Regions from separate parts of the Gossypium hirsutum genome. Here regions 2 and 3 are each linked to region 1. A link is a contact called in public Hi-C data. All regions are on one chromosome and are shown on one strand. Each heading gives the region's core, a stretch centred on a gene start, on an enhancer-like site or on the middle of the called end of the contact. The rest is flanking DNA. Distances are from core to core; before and after follow the strand shown.

What was found. A called contact is a pair of places that touch in the nucleus more often than the background predicts.
Region 2: a Hi-C map of leaf shows a contact between it and region 1, with 2.8 times the contacts expected there. The contact joins the promoter of LOC107918116 here to the enhancer-like site in region 1. A contact is called at or near these places in 11 of 34 Hi-C or Micro-C datasets (callus, leaf and seedling).
Region 3: a contact with region 1 is called in a Hi-C map of leaf, with 1.5 times the contacts expected there. The contact joins the promoter of LOC107917733 here to the enhancer-like site in region 1.

Annotation. Positions count from the first base shown.
Region 1 is chrA01:6,662,889-6,666,043 of Gossypium_hirsutum_v2.1, reverse strand. No RefSeq gene overlaps it. Among protein-coding and RNA genes, the nearest start is that of LOC107917788, 20 kb to the right of the region's middle. Within about 2 kb of position 1,498, at least 4 of the 9 cell types and tissues checked have an H3K27ac peak or open chromatin away from gene starts, as enhancers often do. A contact at or near this core is called in leaf, where this site is marked.
Region 2 is chrA01:6,629,801-6,633,154 of Gossypium_hirsutum_v2.1, reverse strand. It overlaps LOC107918116 (ubiquitin-conjugating enzyme E2 36), which reads right to left and starts at 2,063. Exons shown (of 9, transcript XM_016847635.2): 1 at 1,362-2,063; 2 at 931-1,010.
Region 3 is chrA01:6,704,346-6,707,966 of Gossypium_hirsutum_v2.1, reverse strand. LOC107917733 (protein DJ-1 homolog B) reads right to left here and starts at 2,065. Exons shown (of 9, transcript XR_005899902.1): 1 at 722-2,065; 2 at 435-635; 3 at 1-102.

The DNA.
Region 1 (3,155 bases), core at 249-2,748:
TATATAATTGTTAACTTTTTGTTTGGTTGTTAACTTTCAAGATTTATGTAGTGTTTCTAATGTATTATTTGTTATTTTCGCCTCCATTTAACATATTTTATATGTTTTATACTTATTTTAATCAAAAGACAAAATAACATATAAATTTCAATTAATTCGGTTAACTGGTCGAATTAACCAAAATATTTCTTCGGTTAATGTATTTGGAAAAAACTTCGGTTCAATTAACGGTTAAATTTTTTTTACATTCGGGTAATTCGGTTCGAGTATTAACCGAACGGATAGTTTGAACACCCCTAATGAGAACAACACATAATAAGACTCGAAAACCCACGTATATAATTATGAGTTGTAAATTTCAAACGTAGATATTCACAACTCAAGTTTTCGATTTTATGAAATGTAGCAATATACGTTCAAAGTATTTAGAAGATGCCTCTTTTTTCTCACTATAGAACACTCTTTTAATTTAAAATTTTAAATTTATTTATACATTAATGATCTAATCAAATACTATTTAGACCCTTGTTCTAAAAATCAACAATTTCTTTAAATCATAAATTAATAATTCTTTGTCTACATATAAAAAAATAATTGAATGAATCTAATTTTGATGATATTGGCTTGCATGGTTTTTTTTTTCTCTACCTCTTTCTTCTTCCCCTAATTATAAATAAAGAAGTGTTCCTAATAAAACTAAGGGTGGGTTTAGATAAGCAGTATATTTATTTGTAGTTAGTGTAAAAATAACGGTAACGGTGAAATTAAATATTATAGCGATACTGTAATGTAAGACTAAAAGTAAGTTAAACGCACCACATCATACCGTCGATACATACCCATCTGAAAATCAAATCACAAATAAAATAACACATAAATAATAAATAAATTTAATAAAAATCCATCTGGATATGAAAGAGATGTGATCTATAAGGACATTTTAAGATGTTACTTATGCACAAGTCTTTAAACATATAATTATACAAAAATGGACCCATCATCACTAACTTTGAACATGTTTCTTTTCTTTTTTTCCTTTCATTTTCTTTCATTATTAATGGAGTGTGTTTGCCATGTGGGTTTTTAAGCTTATCCAATCCCTAAAACCCTCACAATAATTTAACCACTGATTGACATGTGAAAGATTCCTACTTTTTTTGCATCCTTCTGCTCCCTTCGTCTGCTTCAAAATCAACCCCCCAAAAAAACACAATTTTCATTGGTTGATTAGCAAAGATTGACACATGACATTACTAAAACAATTAGCCACCAAATGTTCTCACAAAGACAAGATTTATTTAATGTTTCAACTTTTGAAAAAGAAAAAAAACAACCCAATGAGACAGCCAATCCCATCAACACAATATTGGCTTAAAAGAAAAAATCATGTGACTTCTTCTCCTTAATCCCCATTTTAATTTTTCATGTTATAGGGTTTACCCATGTTTTTTTGCCTATACCATTATCATTGATTGTGTTTCCCTTTGCCTTTGCAATAGCTATATTTGTCTATGCAATGTGGTTGGCATGCCAGAGTGGCCTGCCTACCTTTCAATGGCAACCACAAGCTTTTGTCCCCACTCATTAACCCAAATTTTCTAATTACAAATGGTTTTGAATTCAAGTTATTTTGAGTAGTATCATACAAATTTATGAATAAAATTTTTGGTTGTTTTAAGATCAAATTATTAACTTACAGTAAATTAATTTTCGACTTTAAGTCAACAATATATATGCACAAGATCAAAATTCACTACTATTATTTAGATTAAACCCCAAATTTTATCTTTAAAAAATTAAGATATATGTATTTTCAAAATATGATATTTTGCTTAAAGTATGCCAAAATTTAGAGAGAATTTAATACACATACAAGTACAAAGTACTTTTTTGTTTCATTGAAAAATCAATGCAATAAAAAAAAAGAATCCAATAGGATGGAATGGTGGAGATATAGAAAATAGTGTAATGATAATCATGACAAAACTATTGGTGAGTTGTTATGTTAAACTAAGGATAAAATAATTGAATATTTTATGGAGAATCTAGAGATGATTTAAGGTAAAAAAAAATCATGATTAATTATTAGTTTGAAAATAGTGGGATTTTGACCCAAAAGATTGGGTTTCACTAACCTTGATTGACCCCAAAGCTAAATGTAAAAAGAGTGTAGTTGAAGTGAAGTTTATTTATATTTATAAATTGCAAATGATTTGGAAGTGATAAGGAAATCATTTTCTTACCAATAGTGGGATAAGAAGTGGTATTTAAGTGAAGTAATTGGTGGAAATGGGCCAAAAAATCATTGTTATCTTGATTGGGCTATTTAAGAAATTAATGATTATAAGCCCATTTTTCATACTCTTTTATTTTATTTTATTTTATTTAAATTTACTTTTTCAACCAATTAATCATGTGCAATATGAAGATACATGTGGCCCATGGACATCACCCTTTTCCTCCACCTTTGAATGAGTGGGAAATTAATGGCATTTAAGGAACTGGGCCCAAACTCAAATTTTGTCAAATATTTTCACATTTTTGTTTCTTTTTGAACCTTGACAAATTCAAAAAGGTTATGATAAAACATTATATGAATTATTAATACATCAAAATATATATTTACACAAAATATTTCATCTAATTTTTAGTTAAAATAACATATCATTATTTGGTAATATGGACAATTATTCTATACATTGTCCATGAAAATAAAATTCGCAAGCAAGTTTATGATGCTAAAATATTAAATATGTCTTTTTTTATAAATATATTATAATGACACATGGTAATATCCTGCATTTGTTTTTGAGTTATGTGATGGAGGGATTGAGATAAAACTAAAAAAATTGTGGGTGCAAGGCTAAAAATATTTGTAATAAAATTATTTAAATTAAAATTTAAACTTTTGAAAATGATCAAAATTGTAATTGTTCTATTTAAATAAAAATTAAAAAGGACTAAATTGAATATTTGACCTTTAAAAAAATGCTACGATCACAAAGGGGTCTAAGGCCTTGTTTACCCTCAACTATGCCTTTTGTATTTACCCAATTGAAAAATATAAATATCATAAAACTTGAAAATTTATCAAAAAAATTCCATTAGTAGCCTACTCGATACTAATCTTAAAGGGTAAACTACAAAAATTAGTC
Region 2 (3,354 bases), core at 814-3,313, 33 kb after region 1:
CAAAACAATTCAGCTACTAAATCAAACTCTAGAAACACAAAAAAAGGAACACACTATTTTTTTCTAAAAAAAAGGAAGATTTTCTGAGGGTTTCAATGAGGAAACCGAGAAGGATGACAGTGAGATCGAAAGAGAAACCTTAATGATTCTTCGAGGGAGATTAGTGTTGGCCATTGGCGAGATCGATGGGATGGAAAAAAAAAAAGTATTTGAGGGTTTTGGGGATCTAGAAATGGAGAGAGATAATAAAGTTTAAGATTCTTTGTATATAAATACCAGTGCCATGCCATGCCCACCACACGTGAAAAAAACCTATGTAAAAAGAAATGACTCAAATCCCTTGTTTGGAAATCATTATGTGGCGAAAATTTTAAATTTTCCCTAACCCGTAAAAAATTTTTTTTTTTTCAGTCCATTCAAATTTATATTTTTTTATTAACAACAATATTAATATTAAATAAGTTAAGACTCAATCAAAATATATAAATTCAATACATACTAGAGAAAAACATATTCATTTCATATATATTACGATAGTACATAAAATAAAAAATAGTAATACAAATTTAAATTTGAAATAAAAAAGATAAGTGATAGCTCTCGTAAAAAATAAATTTTCAAAATTGATGAATATAAGTTGAGAGTAGTTAAATACTACTAATTGAAGTGATTTATTAGTAACTCATAAATTAAAACATGCTTAAAAAATAATACTTTTACCAAAGGTGATGTAATAGGCCAATTTTAACTTGGGTAAATTATAAAATAAAATAAAAAAGGGTCCAGAAAAATTACAATCCAATTCAAAACCCAAACAATAAGCTCAACAGCCCAAATTCATTTAACCCAACAAACTAAAACTAAGCCCAAACCTAGAAACCTTAGCCCACAACAAATCAGAAAATAAAAAAACAAGTAGAAGAAAAAAACCTAGCCCCCTAAGAGCTTCAGTCGCCGCGTCTCCTCACGCGTGCCATCACCGCTGCACGCCATCACCACGCTTCTAACACCTGCAAGAGAATTAAATGAAATAGCAGAGAGGAGCACGCAAGCATCAATAGCAAAACGACAAAAAAAAGGAAGCAAACGGCCTTGTATTCGGCTATAAAAGCCACATCAACTTCATTTATTGTTTTTTTTTTCACAAACACATCAGAGTAATTCAAAAAAGGCAAATAAGGTGATTTGCTTCGTTTCTCTATTTGTTATTTTCAGAAATAAAAAAAAAAGAGATATACGAGAAAGAAAAGATCGAAAATACGATAGTTTTCATTATGTGGTTTCCTTATCTTTTATTGCATATTTATTTAAAAAAATCATAGATATATAGGTATCTATAAAAAAAACACAAAAGCTTTTACCTTTCTCACGATCGAAAAAGGAAGCCGAGGGGTTTCCTTCATTCTTTTTGAATTTTAGACGGCATTTTTTGGGTTTTTGGCCTTGGAATGAGGTTTGGGGAGACCGAATTGACCGAAAAAGGCCCTCTTTGGAACTCTGGCCACCGTATGTGGTGATGGATGGGCGGTGGCCCATTGACCGGAGTTCAGTCGAAAAGGAGGGGTGAGAGAGAGGGTTAAAAAGTTTTTTTCAATTCTTTTTGAAGGGAGGGCTAAAGTGAAGGTTTAAAAAAATTTTGGGGCTTAAATAAGAACCTTGAAATGGCACCGTTTCAATTGGCCTCCCAAAATGCTAAAACGGCGTGGTTTTTGGGAGGGCCAACCCGAACCCCACCCACTCCAAATGGGGGATCCACGTGTTTCACTCTTTTGGGTTTATTTCAAGTGTGATCCATCCACTTTTACGGTGCACTGGAATCTAGCCCTTTTACTTACCTTTTTATTTTATAAATTTGGCAACATATTTCTCGTGTGGTTCAATTTAATCTGTGGCATGCTGAGCACTTAGAGTAAGGACGCGTGTCCGAAGATTGGGCTATTTTTTCATTTGGTCCTCGCCTCGCAAGTGTCAGCGCGTCTTATTTTGATCATTGTTTGCCTTTTTTTATTTACGATTTGTACCCCAAATTTCAGTTTGATTTCAATGTCATCCTTAGTCTACTTAATATATTAATTAATTTATCTATTTAAAAAAAAATTATATCCTATTTTTTAGTTTATTTATTTATTTAATTTCTTTTTCAAATCAAGTTTATATTAGCTCTTATTTATTTATTCATCCACCTTTTTTAATCTGGCTTGTTTATTTTATGTTTGCCCTTATCTTCATTGTTATTTTATTCCATTATTCATTTATTTGTCACTCTTCATGTACTTTCAAAATTTAAATTCATTATTATTATTATTGTTGTTATTATTATTGTTATTATATTATCATTAGCAATTTCTTATTATAGTTTATGCATGTTAACATTAGGATTTGTTAATATCAATGCTATATATGTTATATTTTATTATGCATATTATGTCATTGTTATTTCAAATGTATATTGCACTATCATTAATAGCCACATATGACCCTTTTGAAGTTTTAAACTATTTTTTTTAAACATGATCAAATAAACTACACATATATCATTTTTAAATATATCATTTTTTTACTTAAATTCATAAAAAGAAATTTTCAAAATAAAGCAATGTTTTGTATTTAGAGATTCGAGAAGTCGTACCCTAACTTACGGGATTTCGATTTTCTTGTTGAACCTAAATGATTGAATACCCTTTTAAATTTAAATATTTGAGTTTTAAATAAAAATTAAAGGCAAACTTATTCTCGAGGGCTCAAATGTCGCATCCTAACTTACGGGATGTGGCATATTGTCATCGTGGGACAAGTAGGCCTTTGATGCTCGTTTCATTTTAATTTAAGCGTTTTTAAAATTAATATTAATAAAAAGGGGATCGTATTTTAAAATCATTAATTTTAAAATTTCAACTTCCGACCTTAAGACATTGATTAATCAATTAGGTACCAATTTTGGACGTGACGAGGGTGCTAACCCTTCCTCACATGCAATCGACTCCCGAACCTATTTTCTCAAATTTCGTAGACGAAAATCGTTGTTTTAGTAAATTGAAATATTTTATTAAAACGACCAAATTACTAGGTGATCCGATCACACCTAAAAAAAATTAGTGACGACTCCTATTTTCGTTTTTAAATATTAAAGTCGACCCTTTTTCAAAAAAATGGTTTCAACATGTAACATTAAAGTTTTAGTTATCACCAGAACCATATAGAAATTAATTATCACATAACAACATAAGATTTTAATTATCATCGAGCCAATGCAAAAAAAAATGAAATTTAAAAAGAAATTGAACATTCTCATAAAAGTTTTAAAATATCAACCTAAGATTTTGTAACCTTGCTTCAAGAATAAAAATAGCAACC
Region 3 (3,621 bases), core at 816-3,315, 41 kb before region 1:
AGCACACACGGCAGCATAAAGCCGCCCATCTGCAGCCTGCTTTTTCACAAGACTTTCAAGAACTCCACAATCTTTAAAGTTGCTAGCACCAGGCATGCCTCCCTAAAAGCAAAACATATATACCAATGACAAAAATAAGCGTTTGCCATTTTGATCTAAAAACATCACTCACATGCAAATTATTTTCTTCTATAAATAAAATAATAAAAAAGCCTTTTTTTCTTTTGCTTCCGAAAATTACTAGTTTACTTCCATAAAATAAAAAGATCTTTTCATTTTGGCTTCCAGAAGTTAGAAAGCAATACCAATTGAGTCTCAATTTTAAACCAAATACTGCTGTAATCACTCATATATTTGCACTCTGCATTTTACTTCAACACCAAAAGCCTGAAGAAAAGAAGTTTACAGAAAAAAAAACCGGAATAATTACTTACAGGAAGCGCGATAAGATCGAAAACGGTGTTCTTACAATCAGCGACGAGAGCATCAGCAACAATTTTAACACCGTGGCAAGCGTCAACGCGAAGCTCTTTCTCGACGGAAGCCACCGTAACGTCAGCTCCCGATCTCCTAATCACGTCGATCGTAATCACCGCTTCCATCGGCTCCGTCCCGTTGGCGATCGGCACCAAAACCTAAATAATCGAAACATCAAAATCACAAAAGTACAAAATTAACAAAAGAAAAAAAAATCTTTCCATTGTTTATGTGTCGTATTTACTTGTTTAGCCATTGTGGTTGAAGCAGAGGCTGAGCAGGAGAAGCGAGGGGATTTAAGAGGAGAGAAACGGAAATGATGATGGAGTTTGGAAGTTGAAAGAAGAGATTGATGAGTAAAGTGGCGTAAGTGTAATAATGCCATTACTTTTAGGGGTTTTTCTAGAGGGATCGGCTCGGCTCCCTGGCTCTGCTGGAAGGGCCTGGATTTCAGTAGCGTTTCGAATATGGCGGTAATGGATGAGATCGTTTCGATCAGCGGTTTTCATTTTGCCACGTGCTTTTAATGACTACTTACTTTGGTTAAAGCGCCTGGGAAGTCGCCCAATCAAATTAGTTCCTCTATTATTAAACAGATCAATTTAATTTTTATGATTAAATAAGTCTAAATTGTAACTGCAAGTCTAAATTTTGTCAGGGCCCATAAACAAATAAAATAGTCCAACTATTTACAAGTCCAAGTAGAATAAACCTACCCATTACCCAATTCATAAATCAAATAACACCCATCACATATCAGGCTTAAATTACCCAATCCCAAAGTTTAAAACCCAAAACAAACCCAATAACCTAAACCCTAATAGCCCACTTGCTTAAAATTTTTTAGCAGCAAACCCTAGCCCCTAAGCCTCCAACCGCCGCACACTAGGCCAACCACTGGCCATTTCGCGCAGAGCCTTCCCCGCACGCCACCGCTAGCCTCCACGCGTCTGACACCTGCAAGACGAAGCTAACACGCAACATGCAAGAAACAAAGAGGAAAAAAACAAAAAAATAGTAGCAGAGGATAAGCAAAAAACAAAATGGATCTATGTAACTCAGTTATAAAAACCGAGGCATATCACTTTGTATTTTTTTTACGCACACTGAAAATAAAAGAACAGAACAGAAGTTTCGAAAGGTTGTTTTTTTTTTGTTTCCTTTCATTTTCTTATTTCATTTTATTTGTTTTTTAATACCAATCTATTGTGAAATAAAAGAGGAGGGAAGGACTTACGTGAATCGGCACATGGTCTCGTTCCCGGAGGTTTCTCTCCGTCGTCGAGGCCGGTTCTAAAGGGAGTCGAGGCCCTCGTCCTTCGGCTGATAGGTTGAGCGAGTTTGGCTCCTCAAAGTCCAAAAAATAAGGGTTAAAAGTCCCTTTTCGCGTGACCTCAGCCACCGGCCACAGTGGTTTTAGGGGAGGCGACGGCGACGAGGATGGGTTTCATAACCCTAGCCGAAAAGAGGAAAAGAGAAGAGGGAGGGGGCTGCTCTCTGCTTTTAAAAAAAAAGGGAAAGAAAGAAATAAGCAATTTAAAAAAAAAATTGGCCTTAATAGCCCAGCAAAACGTCATCGTTTTGCACTTCCCCCTTCACGCCTCAAAACGACGTCGTTTAGGGGGAACCGCGCAACCCGACCCGTACCCACGGAGGATCCGGGCATTTTGACCTAATGGTCTATTTGCGCATTGGATCCCTCCGCTTTCTTATCGCGTTTCAATGCGGTCCTGCGTTACCTTTTTATTTAGATTTTTACCCTAGAATTTTGCCTCTGTTTCCACTTAGTCCTCGGGCCATTTAAAGAGGCAGACCCTTGAAACGCCGTTCATGAGGGATTGGGATTATTTTCCCAATCAGTCCCTCAAGGTTTCAACGCGTTTTAAATCGGTCCGTTGCTTTATTTTTGTCCGAATTCTCCCTTTAATTTTATTTAGATTTTGTTTTAGTCCTTTTTAAATACTTGCATTAATTTTTTTCGAATTTGGACCCTAAATTTTCATTTTATTTGTAATCTACCCCTTTTTTCATATAAATTTGGACTCTTTTTTCATTATTTGTTTTAAACTACTTTATTTATCTTAAATTTCATATATTAAACTGTTTTAAATTGTTTTAGATATATTATTTTAAATTATTTCATATACTATACACTTTAAATTGTTTTGTATATTATTTATTTTAAATTTGTTTTTATGTATTATTCATTTTAAATCGTTTTATTATTAACTTTAAATTTTTTTCATATATTATCAATTTCAAATTTTTATATGTATTATCTATTTTTTATATACCATTTATTTTTTTAAAAAATGTTTTGTATATTACTTATTTTAAATTTCTTTTTACATAATATTTACTTTAAACTCATTTATATTATTTATCTTAAAATTATTTTACATATTATTTGTTTTAAACTTTCTTCTCATATATCATCTATTTCAAACTTTCGCTTATATTGCCTATTTTAAAAAAACGTAATCTATTTTTAAATTGTTTTATGTATTAAATTCCTTTTTCACATTATTTATTTTAAATTCATTTATTATCATTTTAAATTTGTTTTTGCATTTCATTTATTTTAAGTTGCTCTATAGGTTTTAAATTGATATATATATTATTTGATTTATCGGCCTTTATTTATTAGTGTTCTTATTTAAATGATAAATGTTGCATGATTGTTGTCCTTGTATATACTATGACCCATTTACTTGTAATTTCATATTATTGTCATTCATAGCATTTGTATGTTATTACCTCATGTTCCACATCGTTTTTTAGTTATCTCATTCAAATCGCATTGTGAATTAAGCTACAACTTTTTATCCAATATGGATCGTTCTATTTTTACTCTAAACAAATAACGCATGTCGTTTAAATATCGTATTCACTATTATTCAAAAATGAAAATTTCAAAATAAGGCAATGTTTCACGTTTTGGAACATCGAGGAATTGTACCCTAACTTACAGGGTATTGGTTCTCTCGTTGATTCTAAATAGCCAAATATCCATTTGAGTTTTAAAATACATGAAATTTCAATTAAAATTAAATACAAACTTGCGCTCGGGAGTTCATGGTATTGTGTCCTAACTTACGGGATGTGATACTCCGATATCTCGAGACGAGAAAATCTTTAGTACGT